Linked DNA regions of Zea mays: region 2 is linked to region 1. The links are chromatin contacts, called in public Hi-C maps. All regions are on one chromosome and are shown on one strand. Each heading gives the region's core, a stretch centred on a gene start, on an enhancer-like site or on the middle of the called end of the contact. The rest is flanking DNA. Distances are from core to core; before and after follow the strand shown. Region 1 holds the start of LOC103641440 (oligopeptide transporter 5-like). Region 2 holds the start of LOC100383749 (C2 and GRAM domain-containing protein).

Region 1 (2,700 bases), core at 149-2,648:
TGGCTGAACTGGAACGTGCCGGCGCCCAGCACCCTGTTCACGTCGTACCGGCTGCCGTTGGCCATGAACACGTGGGAGGAGATGATGGGGAAGCGCCTGGCGCCGTACGCGTCGCTCCAGTAGGCGAAGGGGACGATGACGTAGACGATGAGGAAGAAGCCCGCCATGATGTTGGCGATGGCGAACGCCGGCGTCGACAGCGGCGTGCCGAGGAACCCGGCCACGGTGGCCCAGTCCAGGCCGAAGGCGCCGACGCCGAGGCCGTACACGCCGGACCCGATCTGCTGCGCCGTGACGGAGCGCCTCCAGACGAGGCACGCCACCGAGACGGTGGAGATGGTCGGGAACAGGTAGTTGGGCACAATGTAGTAGGCGAAGCTGGTGGCGAGGACGGTGAGGAAGAACTGCAGCCTGGTGGTGCCTCCCCTGGGCCTCCTGGTCTCCCTCTCGTGCAGCGCCCGGAAGAGGGAGACCTGCACCAGGTTGGCCGGCCACCACATGTAGGGGGAGTCGACGAGGAACTTCCTGAAGAGGCCGGCCCAGCCGTACCCCATGAGCTGCGTGGTCTGGGTGAGCAGCATGGCGGCCAGCGGGTGGATCTCCCGGTGGTAGAAGGCCTTGACGATGGTGATGATGCCGACGGCGTAGACGGAGTTGGAGCCGGTGTTGGCGAAGATGGTGATGAGGACGTGCTCCTTGAGGTTGAAGGGCCCCGGGTTGAGGGAGAAGGAGCGGCCCATGACCCGGACGGCCTTGGTGGGGAGGCACGCCGCCATGAGCTTGCCGAGAGGCAGCACCACGATCTGCACCGACAGCGAGGAGATGTACAGCGGGTTCTGGCGGTAGCCGAAGAACTGGTTGGAGAAGGCCAGCAGCGCGCAGGAGAGGAGCCCCAGGAACCATGTCCGGAACGTGAGCGCGGGCAATGCCGGGTCGTCGGTGATCGGCACCGTCAGCCGGACCTCCTCGATGGGGCAGTCGTCTACTTCCTCTTCTTTCTCTGCAGTCAGCCAGCAAAAGAAAGCAAAATTAAAAAGAAGTTCCTGTCAAGAAGAGAGAGAGGAAAGAGCAAGCTCTCGCCTGTTCTTGCACTCCCGCCATTGGTGCCTGGCCTGGAGCTGGCATTCAGGCGGTTGAGCTCCACTTGCTGCTGAGGCTCCACCGGCTCCATTCTGAGACAGCTTGCCAACCTCTCACCTAAGATTTGGGGGTCCTTATAAGCAAACAAAAGCAAGCAGGCTTTTCTGTAGAGGGGCCAGGGCCGGGGCGCCCCCACACAGCAACCAATAAGATGGACAGGCCAATTAGGGGCCGTGTTGATTGGTAGCTAGCTAGTAGCTCCTGCAAAGCCACAAGTGACAGGTTAAGAAAGCGCCATCGTCGTCTTCATCCTGTGACCTCTCTTATGTTTGCAAGCAAGAGCGTGAGTGAGTGAAATGAAGAAGGGACATGCATGGTCCCGGGCGGCCTTGCACTGCTGCATCGTATGTAGGAGCATTTACAAAAGGCAGTTCAAAGCTGTGAAGAAGGGACAGCTCGAGCTCGGGTATTTATGATGTCATGAGGATCGCCGGTACTGACAAAAAGGCACTGGGTGGGGGCAAGGCAACTGTAAAAGCACTGCTGGTACTGTCTAGCTAAGCTGCTACTAGTAGTCAGTATAATACAGTTAGTACAATACATCCTTAAAAGTATAGCAACTGCTCCTACTATAGAATAGTAATAGCTAGCAAGTGGTCTGACGTACTTTTTTTTAATGACAGATCTGAGACGCTTATGCCGTCAATGTGTATATATATATATATATATATATATATATATATATATATATATATATATATATATATATATATATATATATATATATATATATATATATATATATATATATATATATATATATATATATACTGTTTAAAATCTGAAACTGGTTGCAGAAATTTTATGTGGTGGCTAAACCAGTAACCACCAAAAATACTGTGCTTGTGATAGGCAAAATGCTGTCCTTGGAGCGCGCGGGTTTTCTCACGTTTGGTTCTGGTGCCATGCCTAGAAAACTACTGTCAAGCAGCAGCACAGCTCTGAGAGGTAGCTGATGGAGCCGTGAGAGTCAGGGGACGTTTGGTTTAAGAAATCACCCCATCTAAAATCTAAAATAAGATGGTGTATCATGGGTATATTTCTCAAATTTGCTGGGATAGCCATATTTACCATATTAGTACTAACTAACTATAGAGAATGTGGTGGTAATAGATCCAACCCATTTCATTCCATAAATCAAATAAAAAAGTAAGAAGAAGATGATGGACTAGTTTATTCTTCAAACCAAACACTCTATTAATTAGCTTGCAATGCCACTTGTCATAACCAACCAGAGCACATACTGTGTGATTGGTTACCGGGACGACGTAAAGGGCCTGTTTCGCGCTAGACTGGACCGATGAGAACACAGCTCTCCTACGTTTCTGCTCGTGCCACTAGTAGAAAAGAGCTCAAAGCCTGCGGCACCCATAAATTATCACTGGCGGTTTCAGTTATCACGCGCCAGTAAAAAAAACAAGGTGGACCCGACTTAGGAACCGCCAGTGGAAACCTATTTCCACTGGCGGTTATCTTAACACAACCGCCAGTGGAAATAGGGTCTTTACACTGGCGGTTCTGTTACACCAACCGCCAGTGGAAATAGGTTTCCACTGGCGG
Region 2 (2,700 bases), core at 150-2,649, 200 kb before region 1:
GCTAACCTAGAACTAGACTATAACTATTCCTAATGCGTAAGGTAAAAACGAGAAATAGACTTGATTTGTTCGATTGTTGGGGGGTTCAATCGGCCGTAGCCCTTCATCTATATAAAGGGGGAGGTCTGGATCCGTTTCCAACTGTTTCCCGAGTTAATCCCGCGGTTTTAGGTAACAAATCCCGCGAGAAACTAGGAACCCTAACTGACTCTGCGCGCGCGCGGACCGTCCGCGCCGCCACCGCGGACCGTCCGCGCCGCCACCGCGGACCGTCCGGACCGCGGACCGTCCGGCCTCAGGGCCGGACCGTCCGCAAGGCTCATTTTAGCCTTCAACAGAAGGATGCATATCTGAACATATAACAAACAAAAAATGAAGAACAAAACTAGATGAATGTCCATCATTACCACAGTCGACGGTCTTGTTGGTTTTGCCTTTGGGAAGAAGCTGGTACCACCGGGTACCAAGCGACAAGTCATCGGCAGACAGCACATCCTCTAATGGCACCCTCAAATGGCCCAGGAAGTCATCCATCTGGAGGATGTCCTCGTCATAGACATCAAGCTTGAGCACATCTTTGATATCACCGACAAGGAAGCTGAACTCCTGATCCCAAGTCGGGTTGAGGTTCATCTTGATCACCTTGGTCTTGAATCGCTGCTTCCCGAGCTGCAGCTTCACGTACGGGTCGCTGAAGCCGTTGGAGTCCATGGCCCGCAGGTTGCGGGCCTCGATCACACGAACAGACAACCTCATCTCTGCTCCTCAGCTGAACCCAAACCAGTCAGGAAAGTCTCCTCGGCAGAAATCCCCAAGTTGAGATGAAGAGGAATCGCCAACAGAAGCGTAGAAATCTATCAAAGATCACTTCTTTCCCTACAGAAGCCTAGAAATCTATAGATCACTCCTTTCCCTATCCTGAGCGAAACTCCGCATCAGAAATTCACAAGAACAGTAGCTACCCCAAAAGCAACCGGCAAGACAGTGGTCGCTCTCCAATCCGCCCACCCCAGGACCAAAGCAGCAGCAAGAAATGTCACCAATTCAGATCAGATATCGCTCCTTCCATTGACATTGCCAAATCCAACTTAAAGTAAAGAATCCCCAGTGACGCGGACACACAAGTACTGGATCAGATTTACACGCAGCAAAGACAGCGGAAGCAAGAATGGGTAAGCAAAGGCCCACACGCGAATAGCAGGGACGGGAAGGCAAATGAGGGACGGAAGAGAGCAAGACGCGACCGGACCTGGAAACCGGTACGAGTATTTTACGGCTGAAATGCGCGTTCTTGGTTGGATCAAGTCAAAACCTCCCACATGGACTTGGGGTTTCGTCAACGACTCACACACGAACAGAGCAGAAAGCGGAGCGAGGAAGGGGGAGGCGCCGCACAGTGACGCGTACGCGGGGGAGGGGCCTTGGCTTTCCCTGTTTCGATTCGGCGCCTCGTGTTGTCTCCTACTCTCCTTTCCTTTTCTCCCCCTCGCGAATCTTGTTTCCTCGGCCCTTCCCCGCGGTTCGGGTCGCCGTCGCCTGCCTTTTGAAACCGCAAGACCTTTGGAGAAACTCGTCAGGTTTACGGCACATAACTGACGGCTATGGCTCTGTTTGGCTTTGCTCCATTACTGCGAGTGCCAAACGTTCAGGAAAAAAAAAGTGAATTCTTGGCGTTTTTAGTAGCGTTAACAGGTGATTTTTTTTGGTTCGATGTAAAATTCAATTAACTTCCAGATGAATCTTTGGTTTGCTGTTCACGAGAGGGAAAGTTTGTCTCACGATATGTGGTTACTTTTGTCAATATGCCTCGACCCAAAAAAAATCAGCACTTTTGCTATTATGCTGCTGGTGCTAAGAGCAAAAGCTGGCAAAAACCAGTTACCTTGCTGCCCTGATAAAATGAAATGAAAGCTCGACAATAAGATTAAAAAAACTGTCAAACATTTTACTTCAACGTTTGACAAACAAGGGTGCATAAAAGTTTTCCCACATTTTGACTGAGCGAATGGATATCAGGATATATGAGTTGGATTTAGCAAGAGAGACTACATTCTAGGACCAAGAGAATAAATTATTATAATCTATATATCTTAGGTCCCTCTAAATCTTTAGAGCTAATTGTTAATCAACTAATAAGTTGTTAGCTTGCAACTAATAACTAAATAGCAATTTAAATGATATAACTAACGATTTAGCTGGTCTATTAGGGGGTGTTTGAATGCACTAGAGCTAATAGTTCGTTAGCTAAAAATATACTAGTAGAATTAACTAGCTAACAAATAGTTGGCTAACTAGTACCTAATTTACTAAAAATATCTAATAGCTGAACTATTAGCTAGGATGTTTGAATGTCTCTAGCTAATTTTAACCACTAACTATTATCTATAGTGCATTCAAACACCCTGATCCGTTCTAAATTTCTCAGCTAATTTTAACCTACTCAACTTTATAATCCATAATCCAAATCATTACGATGTAAGGCAATTATTTAGATTATTATAGATTCGTACAATCATCTATAAAAAATACAGACATGCCAAGACAGCAAATTCTAATAGCACAGACATAGTTGTGGCTGTTCGCTTCGAATTACTGGCTGTTTAAACTGCTGCAGCTGCGATATATAGAGACAAAAACACTATAGTAGAAGTTGATATGGATTAATGCCAAGCGAACAGACTCGTGGTCAATGTCCACTCT

What was found. A called contact is a pair of places that touch in the nucleus more often than the background predicts.
Region 2: a contact with region 1 is called in a Hi-C map of root tip, with 5 times the contacts expected there. The contact joins the promoter of LOC100383749 here to the promoter of LOC103641440 in region 1. A contact is called at or near these places in 5 of 25 Hi-C or Micro-C datasets (ear, leaf and root tip) and 1 of 3 datasets of contacts at active chromatin or transcription factors (leaf).

The regions. Positions count from the first base shown.
Region 1 is chr1:187,180,063-187,182,762 of Zm-B73-REFERENCE-NAM-5.0, reverse strand. LOC103641440 (oligopeptide transporter 5-like) reads right to left here and starts at 1,398. Exons shown (of 2, transcript NM_001346987.1): 1 at 1,081-1,398; 2 at 1-1,000. The coding sequence starts at 1,171.
Region 2 is chr1:187,379,030-187,381,729 of Zm-B73-REFERENCE-NAM-5.0, reverse strand. It overlaps LOC100383749 (C2 and GRAM domain-containing protein), which reads right to left and starts at 1,399. Exons shown (of 9, transcript NM_001355451.1): 1 at 408-1,399. The coding sequence starts at 756.